2 separate regions of the Salmo salar genome follow, and region 1 is linked to region 2. Evidence: chromatin contacts called from public Hi-C data. All regions are on one chromosome and are shown on one strand. The core of a region is the stretch at or near the end of the contact, and the rest is flanking DNA. Distances in the headings are between cores, read along the strand shown.

What was found. Hi-C and Micro-C count contacts between places; a contact is called where the count stands out from the background.
Region 1: a Hi-C map of gill shows a contact between it and region 2, with 4 times the contacts expected there. The contact joins the enhancer-like site here to the promoter of tapbp in region 2. A contact is called at or near these places in 3 of 3 Hi-C or Micro-C datasets (blood, gill and muscle).

Annotation. Positions count from the first base shown.
Region 1 is chrssa27:10,465,591-10,472,052 of Ssal_v3.1, forward strand. No RefSeq gene overlaps it. Among protein-coding and RNA genes, the nearest start is that of LOC123730933, 6.0 kb to the right of the region's middle. Within about 2 kb of position 1,656, at least 3 of the 13 cell types and tissues checked have an H3K27ac peak or open chromatin away from gene starts, as enhancers often do. A contact at or near this core is called in gill, where this site is marked.
Region 2 is chrssa27:10,413,111-10,419,559 of Ssal_v3.1, forward strand. It overlaps tapbp (TAP binding protein), which reads right to left and starts at 3,941. Exons shown (of 8, transcript NM_001123605.1): 1 at 3,881-3,941; 2 at 3,177-3,371; 3 at 2,662-2,910; 4 at 2,084-2,443; 5 at 1,510-1,833; 6 at 831-929; 7 at 665-693; 8 at 341-352. The coding sequence starts at 3,941. The coding sequence ends at 341. LOC123730932 (a long non-coding RNA gene) reads left to right here and starts at 4,245. Exons shown (of 2, transcript XR_006762373.1): 1 at 4,245-4,419; 2 at 4,974-5,577.

The DNA.
Region 1 (6,462 bases), core at 406-2,905, 50 kb after region 2:
ACGTCTATCTATCCTCAATCAGAAGATGGCCGACACACTGAAGCATCATCTAGTTCTAGTATCTCACTCACTCACTCACTCACAATAACAACATGTTTCAGGCTTCATTCCGGCCAACAGTAAGTACCTGCCTTTATTCTGCTTCTGATGTCATCACTGAAACTGAAAGAAAAGGCTTCATCTTGTAGTTGTTCATCATTTATCTTCTGACTTTGGATATATTGTGTTGGAATGAATCCATTTTAGAATGCGGTTGTGTCTGTTTTCCTTGTAGCTTCTGATGTTGGCTCCAACTCCTCCCACAACACTGTTCCAAAGGAATGAGGTTTCTCTCTGACTAATCAAACAGGTGAATATCTCTCTGGGTGTCTTTGAAACACCAATGTCAACTTTCTCCCCAATCCCCTATTGATGTGATTGATGCAAGTTTGAGTTATTGGTAGATATCTTAAGTTAGGATTTGGCTTTTCAGTGGAATATATTGTATTAGTTTCAGTCATCTTCTTCACTGACCTCTGTCTGTCAGTCTGTCTGTCTGACTGACTGTCTTCACAGCAGAGAATCACAGACAAGAGAAGAAAGACAGCAAACTCTTCTAGAATTTTGAGTCAAAGTAATGTGCACCCAGGCACAAAGACACATTTCTCTAAAACAGCACTATCTGGTGATAACTTCTTGTAACTAATAACTGCACAACTAAAATCTACAATGACAAAAATCTTATTTTTACAGTAACTGGGTCTGAAATTGGGGTTATAGGTATATAAACTAGTTTGAAATACAAAAACAGATGGGTTTTATTTGAAAACTATACAGGAAAAATAGTTTTCACTTTTGCTAACCTGTAACACTGAAGTTGTTACAAACTAAGTACTAAAGCTATGCTGTGGCACAGTGTCAACACCCTGGAATAAGGAGTATCACTACTGTCTTAATAAACACAACATTAATAACTTCAAGCTTTAGGATTATCTTTCTGCTACACAGGAATACCAATCAGTAAATGGAAACCTGGAAAGTGATTACGTCAATGTAAAACTAGTGATACAACTATAATGATGCCACCTTTTTAGCCTGAAAATACATTCCTGGGTCTTTGTGATACATACTCCATGGTGTCCAGTAATGCTCTGCTACATCATTGTATAGCTATTTTATTGTTAACAATGCTATACAAATTATTTTCTCAGATCTTTACAATTTTATAACAGACACATTGGAGGTAGCCTGAGTGCCAGTATGTTTGACTCTCTGATTTTAGAGGGGTTGGGTCACTAATCATACATGTATGAAAAAGAAAATCCATATCTACAACCCTCATTATAGTTCACCCATGGGAACAAACATGGCAGACCAGCCAGACCTGTGTCATAGACAGGATTTGAATGACCAGTTGCCTGCTGGAGAAAGACTAGTGAACTGGTGTAGGCTATTAGTGAGGCCTATATATATCACACAGATATTTATTGTATATAACTATAAACAATATATAATGTTATTTGTTCATCAGTATCACCATTAAAACATCTCAATAATCAATGTCATTTACTTGCACTTTCTATTTCAACTTATGTTTCTCAGTTCTGCCTGGTGCCTGATGACATTGTAATTCTTTCATCTCCTATTGGATCATAATTCCACCATGGTGTGTTTTCATGTCATCTACAGCATCATACCCAGCAGTCACTCATTATTCCATGTTTTCTTTTTTTATGTGTGAAATAACATTCATAACACCACAGCAAGCATTTTAACCATAATGACTTTATTTCTAAAACATGTGTTTTGTTATAATGAAGAGATCCTATTCAACTTCTAATGCCATTCAAATATCGCTTAATATGATTTATATATCCATTCAACAGATAAAATCAGCTAACTTTTGAATAGAAAATATCTTCTTTTTCAGTCTTCCCGAGTCGGAATGTCACAGAATATACTGACTGTTTGCAGAATGCAGAGAAACAAGGTAACAAGAAGGATTCCATGACCTGATACTTTCATCTGATTAACAAGCTATGGCTTCTGCTCTGACCATCTTACTTCCTGGTGCATGTGCCAAATGCCAGTTCTCCGTTGACAATAACAACTGACTATGCCAGAGGGAGTCGATAGAAGTTTACCCCAACCACTGATACAGTGTCAGATATTTCTTTCACTACCCATTTTTTATGTTAGGATTGGAAGTAGGGTAATCTGATCCAAGATTTGTGATGAGAGGAAACTCCTACATTGAGCATGACCGAGAAGGAGTAGGGTGAAGTTGCCCTAAGACGCTGATCTTGGGTCAGTTTTGCATTTTCCCCACTAATGGTTAAGGATTGGGGGAGAGGAAGCAGATCCTAGATGTGTACCTAGAGGAATCTTTACCCTGGAGCGACAAAGACACCCAAAAGTCAAGTGACTCATCATGTGATTTCTTTGAAACAGAAGTGAGGACAATTACAGTCTACCTATAGATGGCGCTTTGACATTGTTTATCCTTCACTGTAGCCTATGGTTTGATCCCTTTTATGAACCTTATCAGGGACTTTCCATTCACAGACTTATTAACTAACTAAACATGATTTGGTTATCCCCTCCACATACATACCAGAACACACTGTGGGAGTGTTAAACAATTCCACAACACATTTTCATTGGGGAGAGAAAATGTGAAAATATGATCAAAGATGACTTGTTTGGACCTGTTGTTACTGTAGTTATGACCAACGAGTTTTTAGCTAGTATCCACGGGCTCTGTTTAAAAGAAAATCAGTAGCCTAGTCTTTGTGAGACAAAAACACTTTTTAAATGAAAAGAATGTAAGCTAACAAGCAAAGAATGTTTGATTACGTTAAAACCATCCTAGTTTACTAGAAGTAGATGATGCTTCAGTGTGTCGGCCATCTTATGATTGAGGATAGATAGACACAAGATGGCTGCATGCTGACGTGCTTACGGGAAAGGGTGTGGGACTTACCTCAACACTGTTTAACTCCACCTTCCTCTGTATGTACAAGGTACTTGCCATTGCATTTCTATGCTGTATTTTATTGCTGTGTTTTTCAATGTGATAATATAAAACCATTTCATATCAAATGGAGCTAGATCCAACACAATGCACCTCCATCAATGGGTCACATAAGTATGCCAAATAAACCTCCATAGACCTTACCCTGAGATAGCTGTAAGGTGCCCTCCTTCCAAACCACACAAAGCCCATTGAGAATACTTTACACAGGCTATAGGCATAGGTTTTTCCTCTTTAGCATCAAAGCATGTTATTGATTTGAGTCAAGACCATTGTAAGAACTAGGCCTACAGCAGTAGGTTGTTGCCAGACCTCCCAGTATGTAGGCCTACCACAACATGCTTGCAGGATCTAGACTGGCTCGTCTTAAAAGTATTTATTGTCAGTTTGTTGTCAATTGTCACAGAGACACTGAGATTTTTATTTTTCCATTATCCCAATACATCTGACATACCGTTTGCTAAAGAAGGACATGTCAAATTTCAGAGGTGTGTAATTACAGTTGAAGTAGGAAGTTTACATACACCTAAGCCAAATACATTTAAACTCAGTTTTTCACAATTCCTGACATTTAATCCTAGTAAAAATTCCCTGTCTTAGGTCAGTTAGGATCACCACTTCATTTTAAGAATATGAAATGTCAGAATAATAGTAGAGAGAATGATTTCAGCTTTTATTTCTTTCATCACATTCCCAGTGGGTCAGAAGTTTACATACACTCATTTAGTATTTGGTAGCATTGCCTTTAAATTGTTTAACTTGGGTCAAACGTTTATGGTAGCCTTCCACAAGCTTCCCACAATAAGTTGGGTGAATGTTGGCCCATTCATCCTGACAGAGCTGGTGTAACTGAGTCAGGTTTGTAGGCCTCCTTGCTAGCATACGCTTTTTCAGTTTTCAAAATGTTCTATAGGGTTGAGGTCAGGGCTTTGTGATGGCTACTCCAATACCTTGACTTTGCTGTCCTTAAGCCATTTTGCCACAACTTTGGAAGTGTGCTTGGGGTCATTGTCCATTTGGAAGACAAATTTGCGACTAAGCTTTAACTTCCTGACTGATGTCTTGAGATGTTGCTTCTATATATCCACATAATTTTCCTCCGTCATGATGGCGTCTATTTTGTGAAGTGCACCAGTCCCTCCTGCAGCAAAGCACCTCCACAACATGATGTTGCCACCCCCGTGCTTCACATTTGGGATGGTGTTCTTTGGCTTGCAAGCCTCCCCCTTTTTCCTCCGAACATAACGATGGTCATTATGGCCAAACAGTTCTATTTTTGTTTCAGCAGACCAGAGGACATTTCTCCAAAAAGTACGATCTTTGTCCCCATGTGCAGTTGCAAACCGTTGTCTGTTTTTTTTATGCCAGTTTTGGAGCAGTGGCTTCTTCCTTGCTGAGCGGCCTTTCAGGTTATGTTGATATAGGACTCGTTTTACTGTGGATATAGATACTTTTGTACCCGTTTCCTCCAGCATCTTCACAAGGTCCTTTGCTGTTGTTGTGGGATTGATTTGCACTTTTCGCACAAAAGTACGTTCATCTCTAGGAGACAAAACGCGTCTCCTTCCTGAGCGGTATGACGGCTGCGTGGTCCCATGGTGTTTATACTTGCGGACTATTGTTTGTACAGATGAACGTGGTACCTTCAGGCATTTGGAAATTGCTCCCAAGGATGAACCAGACTTGTGGAGGTCTACAATGTTTTTTCTGAGGTCTTTGCTGATTTATTTTGATTTTCCCATGATGTCAAGCAAAGAGGCACTGAGTTTGAAGGTAGGCCTTGAAATACATCCACAGGTACACCTCCAATTGACTCAAATGATGTTAATTAGCCTATCAGAAGCTTCTAAAGCCATGACATCATTTTCTGGAATTTTCCAAGCTGTTTAAAGGCACAGTCACTCTAGTGTATTTAAACTTCTGACCCCCTGGAATTGTGATACAGTGAATTATAAGTGAAATAATCTGTCTGTAAACAATTGTTTGAAAAATGACTTGTGTCATGCACAAAGTAGATGTCCGAACTGACTTGCCAAAACTATAGTTTGTTAACAAGAAATTTGTGGAGTGGTTGAAAAATTAGTTTTAATGACTCCAACCTAAGTGTATGTAAACTTCCGACTTCAACTGTACATCTACAAGAACCTGTCAACGATCAAGCTGTCTTTGCAATTAGAAGTCTAGTCATAAATATAGGGTGGTTCTAGCAAATGGCTAGGACTTCTTACTGAGTCGATTAGGTGTCTTAGGAGTGATGCTGTTTGGGATGCTGTTCTGTTTTTACATGATCTCAGAGTGACAGAGAGATTCAGCACTAACAGAACAGAGATGAAGAAGAGCCTCAAGGTCTAGTGCTATGACTAACTGACCATGAAAACTGATCTGCATCACTCTCTAGAGACTCCATTTCAAGGGGCATGTGAGGTTAAGTTAAAAGTTGACAGAAATCTTTGATGTCCTTTATGCACTGGAATATCGATGATTGCATAATTTCATTCAAATTCAATTGTAAGTATACTGTGTAATCAAAAACATCTGCTATGACACATTTATTTTTTATATATAGTCAATGAGAAAGAAGAAAGAAAAAATGTGTATGTTTTTCATTCATAGACCTTTTGTTTCTCACTATATTTGAACCTGAACACACTCTCTGGATTCATACAGTACCAGTCAAAGGTTTTAGAATACCTACTCATTCAAGGGTTTTTCTTTATTTTTTACTATTTTCTACATTGTAGAATAATAGTGAAGACATCAAAACTATGAAATAACACATATGGAATCATGTAGTAACCAAAAAAGTGTGAAACAAATCAAAATATATTTTATATTTGAGATTCTTCAAATAGCCACCCTTTGCCTTGATGACAGCTTTGCACACTCTTGGCATTCTCTCAGCTTCAGCTGGAATGCTTTTCCAACAGTCTTGAAGGAGTTCCCACACATGCTGAGCACTTGTTGGCTGCTTTTCCTTCACTCTGTGGTCTGACTCATCCCAAACCATCTCAATTTGGTTGAAGTCGGGGGATTGTGGAGGCCAGGTCATCTGATGCAGCACTCCATCACTCTCCTTCTTGGTCAAATAGCCCTTACACAGCCTGGAGGTGTGTTGGGTCATTGTCCTGTTGAAAAACAAATGATAGTCCCACTAAGCCCAAACCAGATGGGATGGCGTATCACTGCAGAATGCTGTGGTAGCCATGCTGGTTAAGTGTGGTTGGAACCAAAAATCTCCAATTTGGACTCCAGACCAAAGGACACATTTCCACTGGTCTAATGTCCATTGCTCGTGTTTCTTATTTTATTTTATTTTTTTGATTGAATATTCGAAACATACAATATACTTGCAGTGAAGCCGCTCAACAACTACATCATACCAGTCATCCAACATATTCCTATTCAGAGCGACACACAGAAGCATCCAGGGTCAATGACCTGCTCAAGGG
Region 2 (6,449 bases), core at 2,691-5,190:
AATCTTTAATTCCAGGGTCAATTAACCACTAATAACACAACACACAATTATCTATATCCATATGTACATATGCTCATGTGCACAAGTCTCTTGAGTTCTTATAGAGAGGAATTCACAGTTGTATGACCGTATTTAAATATGTCAATATTTAAATCAGCCACCTATTCAAATATTTTTATCCCCCGACCACTTGTTAGATCATTCATTTTCAACTACTGTCAGAAACTCAATATCTTCTTTCCATGTACCACCTTCCACAAACGGTGCACTTTTATTCCTGAAATTCCAGCTTTGTTAGTTCCATTACACACTCACCTGGGAATCCCAGGTGTTTCCACATTTACTTCACTTTCTGTAATTGAGAGAGGATAAGGATGAGCCCAAAGTGTGTAAACTAACAAAACAGACAATGGGAGAAATCCAAGGGCCTAATTCAAAATTCACTAACACATAACAGATAATGTCATCATATTACATAGTAATCCATAGTAAATACATTTCATTGATTGATAATCCAGGGTCTGGAGTTTTAACTAGAGGGATAACAGCTTGAGATAAAAACACATTTGGGCAAGACAGTGTTAGCTGGGAAATATACACAGATACATAGTAGTTACACTTAACTACAAAATATGTCTGACGACATTTACGAAAGTGCAATTACCTTCTCTTGTGAGTTAGTATCATCGGACCCTATAAAGGCAAGAAAAGGTCAAGCATTAGATTGACACACAAGATCCAAATGAATTCGAAAGATCCAAATTCACACTGTAGCTTTACGGCTTCAACATCTTTTTTTGTGTATCTTAGTTCAAACCGATTGTATTTACCAGAGCTAAATGTCCAGGAGACGATCTTGATCAAACCATAGAGCCCCAGGGCCACGGCAACCATCGCCATGGAGTCTTCAATGGAGGGACCATTAATACCTGATTGGGATGAAGAGATAGAGAGTAAATTTAAGACATACGCAGGATAAGTTGTGTCAAGTCAAGTCAAATGTATTTGACTTTTCAGATCAAAGTAATTGCATATCAGAAATTATAACCTGGGCTGTTCAAGCCCTGAATGCTAATTGGCTGACAGCCGTGGTATATCAGTACCGTATACCACGGGTATGAAAATACATTTATTTTTATTGCTCTAATTACGTTGGTAACCAGTTTATATTAGCAATATGGCACCTCTGGGGTTTGTGGTATATGGCCAATGTACTACGGCTAAGGGCTGTATCCAGGCACTCTGCATTGTGTCGTGCGTAAGAACAGCCCTTAGCCATGGTATATTGGCCATACACCACACCCCCTAGGGCCTTATTGCTTTATTATACTGGTAGGCCTAGAGACACTGCTATATGGGCCCATGTATGGAATGTAAAGAACATTGCTTGAGGTAGAAATTGCCCCTAACCACAGATTCCCTTACCCCAATCCTAACCTTTACTATGAATCAGTGGACCCAGGGGCAACATCCATCAACTCAATGCAGCTCGATTAAATTAACTCTCACCGATGACATTGAGGGTGACGCTGGCCCGCCGGGTGCCTCCAGGATGGACGGCCACACAGGTGACCTCCCCTCCACGGCCAAGGTCCAGCTTGGCTGAGTCTAACTCCAGACGGGAGGTCTGGCTGTAGGTGTTGTCTGGGCCCTGCCTGTGGCCTGTCACGCTGCCCTGACCCAGGGGCCTGACCTTACCGTCAGGCCCTGTTAACTCCCAGTGGAAGTCCAGGGAGAGGGGGAAGAATCCTGACGCCTCGCATTGCACCTTCACCACCTGGCCGGGCACGGAGAGAGGGAGCGGGGAGGGGAAGATGGAGAGGGACGGAGGCTCTGGGAGAGATAGAGGGAGAAATAGGAGTGAGAGAATGAGGTAAGAGAGGATGATACACATAAATGGCATGTTTTCTAATGCTATTTAGTAGACCATGACATACCATTATGAGAATGTACTGTATATGGAGTTACAGTAGTTATTTCAGTGAATATACTATACATAGTGGTTGAGATTCTACAGTTCTAAAACAAAAATTGCAACACTTTAGTATTGGCAGACTAATCAAGTGTATTCATCTATCCTCACCTACAATCTCCAGCTCCACTGCCACCTGAGCCAGGAGATAGGGCAAGTACACCGTGCAGATGTAGGTTCCTGTGTGGCGCACTTGAGCTTCCTGCAGGATCAGTGATGCATTTCCTGTCTCGTGCAGAGCCGTGAAGTCTAGCCCCGCTCTCTTTTCCTTGGTCTCGGCAAATCGGTCTGTCTTGCCGTCGTAGGCCAGAACCAGACGGCCATCACCCCTGAACTGGTAGCGCCACTCCACGGCGAAGCCAGAGCCAGAGAGAGGAGAAGTGGCCTCCATCCAAAACCCACAGTCTAGAACCACCGGTTCCCCGAGTCTGGAACGGACCAAGGGGGTTCTACTGGACACACTGAGCACCACTGGGAGAGAGAGGGGTAGCAGAGAGACATTAAACTTTCACACTACTTTATCTGTGACGTTACGTAGTAATAAACATCACCGGATTCTATAATTCTTCATGGCATATGACAAATTAATTTCAATTACTTTCTTTTTAATATTTTATAAGTCAGTTAAGAACAAATTCTTATTTACAATGACGGCCTACACCAGCCAAATCAATCATAGGGCTCTTTACCAGTGGGTTCCTTGGTTGCCGTGGGAGCACGCATGACACTGGACAGGCCCAGCTGTCCGTCAAGGCCCTGCAAGGCTGCAGAGTACCAGTCAGCTTGCAGGTAGATAGGACTGTGGGCAGAGTCAGTGAGCGGGACTACCCATTGAACGGTGGAGGGCTGGGGCATGAAGGGGTTTATCTCGCACTGTGGTTTATGGACTGAGCCCTCTGGTGGGTGCAGAGAGGAACTGCAGAGGATGGCTGCTGGGTCTGATGAGAGAGAGGGAGATTTGTCTATAGAAGTTATCCTTTCAATGAAATAACATTTATTTTTCTGAAACGCTCTGCCTAAAATGACAACACTCTTGTAGTCTTGTATAATTTAAATTAGAGGCTTGGTGTTAGAGGATGGCGAATTGTTGAGCTGTAACACCAAATTGACTGAGTGCACCTTTAACAGCCACTGGCTTGTCATTCAAATCCGTCATAATTTCGAAAGAGATCGTCCTATATAGTGTATAATGATAAGTACTGACCAGTGACGTAGTAGACTCTATCATGGTTGATGTCTGCAGATGGTCCCTGCTGTGACTTGGTTTCTTCACTCTCTGGGTCTGTATTGATATACAGTAGTGACTTCTCCTGGATCATTGCAGCAGGGAATCCCCCACCTCGACCTGGTTTCTCCTGGACAAACCAGCACTCCAGAACTGGACAGCTTGTCCCATAGACTGGAAGAGAGAAGGATGAGAAAGTTGTGTGAATATGTGAGAGCATCAATGTGGATAGGTGAGAAGATGTAAACTACTTTAGATTAGCTTCGTAAGAATAGTAATGAAAGGGCAATCAAAAGAGCAAAAGATGCTTAGTATTCAGACAGTGGAAACAAAAATACTGTAAATCTCTATTACTGTAAATCGCTTATTGAACTGTAATACATTTTTAAAAAACAATTGCATTCGTATGAATACATATTTGCTGTAAGGCTGTTTATGTGTGCTTGTCATTTCACACAATGATCTAAATTAACCAACCAAGTGCAATGCATATACAAGCTACAAAGTAACACTGATCAATACAATATCACTGATCAATACAGATTAAGTAGATACAGAGCAGCAGTTGTTTCAAATTGTATCATATATGAAGTCATGTTCAATATCAATATATTTAAAAAATCTACACCACAGATGCCGGAGAGTTGAAAGGAAATACACTAAGAAAAGTCGACCATTTTTACCGTGTATGAAGTAAGTAAAGGCGAGAAACGATAGCTTGTAAATTGTTGAAATATTGGCCATGGTTGTCTTCGACAGTGTTATCGGCTGTTCTGGTGTAGTTTGAAGTTGTTAAAGCATGGAGAAATATGATGTTGTCTTCGGACTTCCCCTGTAACCTGCAGAAACTGCTTTCACTTTCATTTTTCAAAGACATGCGCATAGCAAGACGAGGCATAGATAATGATAAACCACCGCGGTGTCCAATAAAAGTCAATACACTGATTTTATGAGGCACAAACTGCATAAAAATGTTGTGAAAAAATAAACTGTTTTACAAACTCAGAGAGCTTCGTGCACAACATGATTTGCCGCGCAACATGCAGAATGCACACTCAACACAAGATGGTGCACCAACACTAACGTTACTTTCAAACGTGCCCCAGAGTGGTCAAGATCACTTGATTTCTTTGAAACTGGAATCTGGGAACATGCACACCATTGGAGTTTATACCTGGCTGGCTGCTTCTGTTCGAAAATTACGAACGTCACATGGATTTCGGTACAGTGGCATGAATTAATACATGATGGGTCATTATTTTATGAAAGAGTTAGCCCCTGCCTGTCTTGTATTTCCAGTCAACAGGTGAAATCTGCTACCTTTTAAATAGAAAATTAAATAGCTTGTTTTTCATTCTGCCTGAATTGGAACGTCACAGAGTTGCCTGATTGTTTGCAGAATGCAGAGAAACAAGATGGCAAGAAGGAATAGGGTAATCTGATCCAAGATTTGTGGTGAGGCAACTTCTACTTTGACGTCGAGACGGGGTAGGGTGAAGTTGCCCTAAAACGCTGATCTTGGGTCAGATTTACATTTTCCTTACTAATGGTTAAGGATTGGAATGGATGAGGGGAAGCTGATCCCATATCTGTTCCTAGAGGAATCTTTACCCTGGAGCGACAAATACCCAAAAGTCAAGTGACTCGTCATGTGATTTCTCTGAAACAGAAGTGAGGAGAGATACAGTCTACCTATAGATGGCACTGTGGCATTGTTTATCCTTCACTGTAGCCTCTGCGACGGCTGGTTTTTGACCCTTTTATTGTTCATTTCAGGGACTTTCCATTCACAAACTGAACTTGCTTTGGTTATTCCCGTCACGCACATACCAGAACACACTGTGGGAGTGGGCAAGAATTCCAGAACACATTTTCATTGGGGAGAGAAAATGTGAAAATATGATCAAAGATGACTTGGTTGGATGTGTAGGTTTGTTACTGTAGTTATGGTCAACGGGTTTTCAGCTAGTATCCACTGGCTCTGTTTTAGTTCTTTCAGTAGCCTAGTCATTGTGAAACAAAAACACTTTTTAAATGAAAAGAATGCATAGTCCTACATCCCACTCAGCAGTATGGATATGTACAACCATGTATAGGCTACTAGAACTAGATGATGCTTCAGTGTCGGCCATCTCATGATTGAGGATAGATAGACACAAGATGGCTGCATACTGACGCTCTTACTGGAAAGGGCGTGGGACTTACCTCAACACTGTTTGACTCCACTTTCCATTGCATTTCTATTCTATATGATTTTCTTGCTGTGTTTTTCAATGTGATGATATTAAACAATTTCCTATCAAATGGAGCTAGATCCAACACAATGTACGTCCTTCAATGGGTCCCATCCAGTATGCCAAATAAACCTCCATAGACCTTAGCCTGAGATAGCTTTATTGTGTCGTCCTCCCAAACCACAAGCCCACTGAGAATACTATAGGAAGAATACATGGTTTCTCCTCTTTCACATCAAAGTGATCCTCCTCCCATGTTATTGATTTGAGTCAAGGCCATTGTAAGAACTAAACCTACAGCAGCAGATTGCTGGAAGACCTCCCTGTATGTAGGCCTACCACAATACGCTTGCAGGTTACCTAGACTGTCTTAGATGAGAAACAGTGCATTCGGAAAGTATTCAGACCCCTTGACTTTTTCAAATGTTGTTACGTTACAGCCTTATTTTAAAATGGATGAAATAAAAAAAAAATCCTCATCAATCTACACACAATACCCCATAATGACAAAGGGTAAACTGATTTTTTTACATTTTAGCAAATCTATTAAAACTAAAAAACAGAAATACCTTATTTACATAAGTATTAGGACCGTTTGCTATGAGACTCGAAATTGAGCTCAGGTGCATCCTGTTTCCATTGATCATCCTTGAGATGTTTCTACAACTTGATTGGAGTCCAAATTCAATTGGTTAGACATGATTTGTCTATATAAGGTCCCACAGTTGACAGTGTATGTCAGAGCCAAAACCAAGCCATGAGGTCAAAGGAATTGTCTGTAGAGCTCTGAGACAGGATTGTGTCGAGGCACAGGTCTGGGGAAAGGTACCACAACATTTCTGCAGCATTGAAGGTCCCCAAGAACACCTTGGCCTACATCATTCTTAAATGGAAGAAGTTTGGAAACACCAAGACTCTTCCTAGAGCTGGGCGCCCTGCCAAACTGAGCAATATGGGTGTCACGCTCGTTGTAAATATGGGACCAAGGCGCAGCGGGAATGTGTATGCTCATCTTCCT